Regions from separate parts of the Rattus norvegicus genome. Here region 2 is linked to region 1. Evidence: chromatin contacts called from public HiChIP or PLAC-seq data. All regions are on one chromosome and are shown on one strand. The core of a region is the stretch at or near the end of the contact, and the rest is flanking DNA. Distances in the headings are between cores, read along the strand shown.

Region 1 (3,346 bases), core at 298-2,797:
CTCCTCACTGTCAACTCATTAAACCTTAGTTCCTTTAATAAGACCCTCTGCAGATTGGTCATACCAGCTGTCTTGCAAACTGATCTCATGACTTCCCATTTCTAAAACTTCCTTCTGCCATTCCTACTTTCCAGACAGTGCATCTGAATGAGCATTCAGAGATGCGTCCTGACCAGAAGGGTCTTAAGCAAGTGACTGTCCTAGTGTCCCAACACAAGAGTTTTTCTTCTGCTTCCCCACAAATGCGTCGACTGCCTTCTGTTGTTCTGAACACTGACTTCTCTTCTTAGGGGAGAGTGCCCTCAAGGTTAGGGTGGCCACATGCCACCCACACCCCAGTTGCCTCTAACTTAAAGATTTCCTCATTGCCTTAGCAATTGTTTGCTAAGAGGAAGAGGAGCAATGTAGGTGGCCTTCTAGTTTAAGTATGTCCTTTTTATTCCAGGAGCAAGCAGAGAGGCTCACCTCTAACTGTCAATGCCAGCTACCCAAAGGCAGATGAGCATCTGAATCCACAAATACCCTTCTGCAGGGAGACAAAGTGACCTTACAGCAAATTAAAAAACACATTTCTTATATTTACCCCAAGATCCAAGAAGGTATGTGTCAAAGGCCAAGGATAAGAACATAGTTTTCTAAGCTCACAATAAAGAATTTTCATATTGTCATGTTTAGAAACAGGAGGAGGCTCTGGGTGGCACAGAGGTGCTGGCTACTTACACAGAATTATTGCCTCTACTTTAGAAAATTCTTATTCAATGTGGCTTTTGTGGACACTACCCTGCTTTTATTTAAAATATACTTGACTTTTATTTCTCTTGCATTTCATTCAAGCCTCTGGTTAAAAGACGATGAACTAGAAATGACAGAGCTGAGCAGAAACTCTGGCAACAGGAAACTTGGTTCTGAACACAGAGAGAGTTTTGTTGAGTCCATGTAAGAGGCCAGAACAAAATCTCTTTAAGTACAGCATTCTCTGTCTAGAGTCCAAGCCCCATTTCCACTGTTGTGAACACCAATTTCCAGGAATTCTGTCACCAACTGGAGGACATTTAGCTGGTTCCAACAGAGCCCTATTTAAATATGATACTTGAATCTAAGCTACCCCTCCTCCAGAGGCAAATATTCTCCTAATTTTTTCAATACCATCCTGACTGCACATTTGGAAGGAGCTACCCAGGCCTGGAATGTGAAGAACTTCATTGAATGGTTGGCATTGACATAGGAGCTTTGCTCGTGGGTGAAACCATCTCTGCCTGACTCCTCAAAACCTCCCCTTCCATCTAAACATTAAAGGATAGAAAGATCAGATGGAAGGATCTCGATGTGTGTTCTTTCTCATCTCGCACTTTCTCCCTGGGTTTTCCTGCGATAGGAAGAATCGCAGTTCTTCCTATTAGAGAGTTCAGTCATCTCTGGGTTCAGTACTTGTCTCTCAGTCCAGCCATTCTTAGTTCATTAGGCAGGTGGTTCTGTGAACAAATTGACACCATATAGACCAACTCTAACCTCCAACGGTTTCCTCTGTCTTAGTTCTTGACCTGAAAAGGGCATTATAAAACTATGGCAAGGTCTTACTGGGAGAGGGGGAGGATTTGCTTTTGCTTATTCTTGATGTTTGTGTTTGGAGACAGGGTCTTAGTCTGTCATCAAGGTTAACCTGAAACTTAACCATGTAGATCTGTCTGGCCTTGAATTTGCAATAAGATCTTTCTGTCTTGGTTTCTACAGTATTGGAATCATAGCCATGAGTTACCATGCTCCATTTCTGGAGGGTTTGGAGGGGTTGTTTGTTTGTTTTGTCTTTTTAGACAAAATTACCAGAGATCTTATAAAGCCTCATTTATTTGCTTATCTTGTGTTTTCACCCCCTCCCTCTTTCTCTCAGTACTAATGTTCTGTGAAAACCAGGATTTCTCTCTATCCTCGATACCTATAATACCACGGCATACAGTAGAGTCACAATAAATGCTTGTCAGGGGATTGGGATTTTAACAAAGCATCCTCTTTTTGGATATTTTTATAGGAGATATAAATATAGATAAAATGATCCAACTAAAAGTTGTAGTTATCAACAAAGAGATGGGCTGGGGCAGAAGAGAATTCGATGAGGTTTCAAAGGTCTAGCTGTGAGCCATGAGCAAAGCTTGTCTCTGACAAATCCACCCTCCCCAAGATGAAGCCTTAAACAGGGCTCCCAGAGCTTCAACAGCATAAGGAAGCCCTTAGGGACCTTGTTAATAGGCAGATTCTGATTCAAGGACTGTAGGAGTGGGGACACCTTGAGTCTGCATTTTCAACAAGGTCATGGATGATGTCATATCTATGACACTGGTCTGGGAACCACATTTGTGGCAGTGAAGCTAGCGATCTATGATCTGTATGATCAAAACCAATCAAGTCCTTCATTTCATCCTCAGGACAGAACACTGGTCAATTTTTTTTATTAATACTGGAGCCCCAGAAAGTACACACATAGGTAACCACAACCAGGAAAAATACTCCTGATGTAGAATAAGCAGTTTGGTGATTGGCAGACTGCTTAAGACTTCAGTGGGAAAATAATGTTTGAAAACTACTACAGTTTCATTTCCATCTGACACGCTGCCCTGTTTGTGGCTGCTGATGTCAAACAAACACACTCAGTTCTACCCGGAAAGGAATCTTGAGTCTTCTTCACACAAACTATTTCATTGCTTCACAGATGTTGGGGGAGGAAAGAAAAGTGATTCATAGGCCCAGAGTGACTCCTTCAAGGCCACCCCACACAGATTTTCCAGTTCCTTCGCTGGTGCAGCCCACACACCATTTTGCCTCTTTGTGGGAGAATATAAGATGCATTCTTCCTTGACTAGTGCAGAAATGATACTCAGCCCTCCAGATGTTTATATAACAGAGAGCTAAAGACTTATAAACAAAAGAAGAACAGTTGTGCACCAGAGACACTGATGGCTCCATTCATTGGGATCCACCCGCTGACTTCCACACCCAGCCAAGCCATTTATTCTAGAGTCACCCAGACTATTGAATGCTGTTTCACACCCCTCCTCCTTGCTTCATGGGTCCAGGCAACAGAAATCTGAAAAAGAGCGAGCATCTTTAATCCCCTTAGTGAGGGTCACTAGAGATGCCAAAGAAGGGGCAATGTTGAGTTCAGGGTCACATAAAAAGTTTTGATTTCCAACCACATACAACCTTATCCCCTTCCCCAGACTAGACCACATCTTCTGAAGTGTGAGACCTCACTTCCCCAAAGCCATGAAGATCTAGGCAGGAACTCTATCTGACACTGTGTCCAGAGCAAAGAGCACTATTTCGTCATAACTTTCCCCTCAGTTTGCTTATC
Region 2 (3,346 bases), core at 633-3,132, 160 kb before region 1:
ACTACCCCGAGCTATAAAGACCTTATCTTCCTCATGTCCAAAACTGTCCTCTTGCATCCTGTCTTAGGCAGAGGCAGCCCATGTACACAAATAAAAAAGCTTGCTTTAATGAATTGGCCATGCTGATTTGGGTAGGTGGTCTTTCTCTTCACGTTTTGGGAAGTTCTGAGAGCTATGAGTGGATTCATAAAGGTGACTGAGAGTCAAAAGCACATAAGACCAGAAGGCTAGAATCAGAGGAGCAACGGGTTAATGCTCTGGAACTTTCAAAAGAAAAGCGGGTTTTAGACTAAAACTATTCTTAACAGTAAAAACATCCATTAGCGAAGCTGTATTAGTAAGGGAAAAATTGTAAATTAGTGAGTGTGTGTGTGTGTGTGTGTATGTGTGTATGTGTGTTTGTGTGTGTGTGTATGTGTTTTGTATGTGTGTGTGTGTTTTGTGTATATATGCCCACATGCAACTTGCTATTTCGACAGTCCATGCATTGAGGGCAGAGGCTTAAACTGATTTTTCATTGTTAAAAACTTACAAATAGGACTCTTAATATTTTCTTTCTTGCTCACTGGATGGCCACCATGTAGGAGACTTGGGCTTATGGTTATGTCTGTGTATCTGTGTAGACAGAAGATAACCAGATGAGTGAGGGGTTCTTACCTCTGCTTTTTTCTTTTGAGGGAGTTTGTCCCTTGATGGTGGCCTCTGACTCATGATCTTCCTGCTTCTGCCTCCCGAGTGGGAAGACTACAGACATGTGCCTTTGTAAATCTGGCACTCTGCCAGTATGCCTTTCAGCGACTCGGCCACTGCAGCTTACATCATCACCCACGGACCCCCAGGTACAGCACATTCCACTGCTGCTATAAGTTGTGTGTTCTCCTATGTGACATGTGCCTCCTTTAAAAGGTCTTGTTTGCTCTCTCTGTCTCCTGATTGTTCTGTTTGCCTGGCTCTGTCTCCTTTTGTCTCTGTCTTTCTCTCATGTTCCACTCTTCAATCTCCCCACTCCTCCCAATAACCAACCGTCTTGGGTCAGTTCTGTTATATGGTGGATCTCTTAGCAGCACACCTTGGCCCCAGATCTGCCAAAGACGTCTCTTGCTGTTTTATTCTAAAGAAGCCCTATTCACCCAAAAAAGCCTGTATGAGAGGAGAGATAGTTTTCAAAATTGACACATACAATGCTGTCCTGGCACCTTTGTTTTAGATCATTCTGATTTTTAGCTACATATACATATATATATATATATATATACACACACATACATATATATATACATACATATATATATATACATATATATATATAGAAAATTCATTCTTTTGAGCAATCCATGCACAATCTGTAATATTATACCAACCACTCGTATCCATGATTAGTGACCTCAAAGGGGCAGGAGCCCTGCTCCACTGCCTCTAGCAAAGTTCTATCATTAGTGTTTGGTGCAGTATCTAACAGAGCAGCCGTGTGGGTCTTTATTGAATGACTGAATCAGAGTGAATGAACTGAATTAATTGTACAGGCTGACAGCTAGTGAACATAGAAGTCTGTCTAAGATTATGTAATAACTTCCTATGTCTGTCTGCCTGTGTATATGTATGTATTTTGTTGTGTCTCGTAGAAACATCCTTTAAAACTTCTTTGTAGGCTAAACATAACTTTCTAGCCCTTAGAAAACGACAGTATCCTCTACAATTGGCTAATTTCACTTGATGCTCGTTTGCTTGTGCGAGGTTGCCCTTCATAACTTTGCAGTTTCTAAGTAAGTGATTAAAGCAGCAGCTGAAGGCCCAGGCCTTTTCCTCCTGTGAGTCCCGAAGGCTGCAATTCAGCCTGTTGCATCCTTTCTACCAGAGTGGATGTCACTGATGGAGACTCAAGAAGTTGTCTGCCTCCTAAAGGGCTTCTTTCAAAATGAGCTGTAACCCCAAGGGTTACTCTGTGGCACAGACACTCTCTTGTTTCTTAAATTCTCCCTGTCTTCTGGAAGAAATCCCGCACACAGCATTCAGTGGAATCAGAGCGGGCTCCTTCGCCCCTCCTCCCGGAGCCTCAGCACCTGTTTGTTTAGAATTACCATGGACCCCTGTCGAGCTTTTTTCCTCTGCTGGCTTAGACTGATACAGTTGTCCCTCTGTATCCACCAACTCAAAAAAAAAAGATTCTAAAAATGTCTGTTCTGAGCACATGCAGACTTTATTCTTGTCATTGTGCCTTAACAATACAGTACAACAGCTATTTGAATGGCATTCCTACTGTACTGGGAATTACACGTAACCTCCGGATGACCTACCACACACTGGAGGATGTTCAGAGGGTCTGTGCAATGACTGCACTGTTTTTACTATTTTATTTGAAGGATTCAGCACATATGGATTTGGGTATCCAAGAGGGTCCTGGAGCTGAGCCTTGGAAGATATTAGGAGACTCCATCACATATACACTGTAGCTGAATCTAAACGGAACAAACTGACGGCTACAGGCAAGACCTTCAGGGATGATGGAATGTCTGCCGAACAGGGAAAGAATGTGTTAAAGTCTGTCTGCCTGGATTAAGGGTCTCCTGGCCTGTGAGGTCTGCCAGGAAAATTCTTTCCTTTGTCTCAGCATGCCCCCAGCTGGCAGATGGAGCTTACAATTTGTTTTCAAATATCTTGGCGGGGCTACAGGATCTGGTATTTAAAAGGAAAAGGGGTACATGAAGATTTCCCCTGCCTGCAGCACTCTGTGCAAATAATAATCGTCTGGGGGTGATCTTTGGGCTGTTGCAACACGTGAGGATTAACTATGCAAATAAAATTCCTTCTGTTTGAGAACAAGCAGTTCATTCAGGCCTGGTCTTTCTGCTGCAGGCTGAGGTCTTTTGCATTTTTTTTTTTGCATCGTTGTTTTCCCACTCTCTCCATCCATCCCCCTCCCTCCCAGGAGACAGTGTGTGTGTGTGTGTGTGTGTGTGTGTGTGTGTGTGTGTGTGTGTGTGTGTGTAAATCATGGCCAGGGTTCCACAGGCTCCTCCTCTGCTGTATTAGGGATGGTTTACTCAGTGGACCTGTCATGAATGAGAAAACTCCTCATTCTGAGTTTAAGGAATGTGGCAGATGCTGCTAGGACTTTGCCCATGCTCCCTTAACTCACCCTAGCCCGAGACAGTCCCCTTGCCTAGAAAACTTGCTTCTCTCTGTTTGAGGTTACCAGTGTTCAGACGGGGCAGAGCAGACATGCCATGAAATTAAAACCCTAGAAATGGCCATCAATCCTAAGATCCTTGCTTCTCAGAAAGAGTTTCTTACAAGCTCTCGGAGGATCAACAGGGACGGAGTTACAGGGCACCGTGGCAATAACCCA

What was found. HiChIP or PLAC-seq counts read pairs in DNA pulled down with a chosen protein or histone mark.
Region 2: a contact with region 1 is called in an H3K27ac HiChIP or PLAC-seq map of oligodendrocytes, with 7 times the contacts expected there. The contact joins two enhancer-like sites. A contact is called at or near these places in 2 of 12 Hi-C or Micro-C datasets (the Rat2 cell line and Schwann cells) and 1 of 1 datasets of contacts at active chromatin or transcription factors (oligodendrocytes).

What each region holds. Positions count from the first base shown.
Region 1 is chr3:154,498,157-154,501,502 of GRCr8, reverse strand. No RefSeq gene overlaps it. Among named protein-coding and RNA genes, the nearest start is that of Ralgapa2, 110 kb to the right of the region's middle. Within about 2 kb of position 1,547, at least 11 of the 93 cell types and tissues checked have an H3K27ac peak or open chromatin away from gene starts, as enhancers often do.
Region 2 is chr3:154,655,512-154,658,857 of GRCr8, reverse strand. No RefSeq gene overlaps it. Among named protein-coding and RNA genes, the nearest start is that of Kiz, 74 kb to the left of the region's middle. Within about 2 kb of position 1,882, at least 10 of the 93 cell types and tissues checked have an H3K27ac peak or open chromatin away from gene starts, as enhancers often do.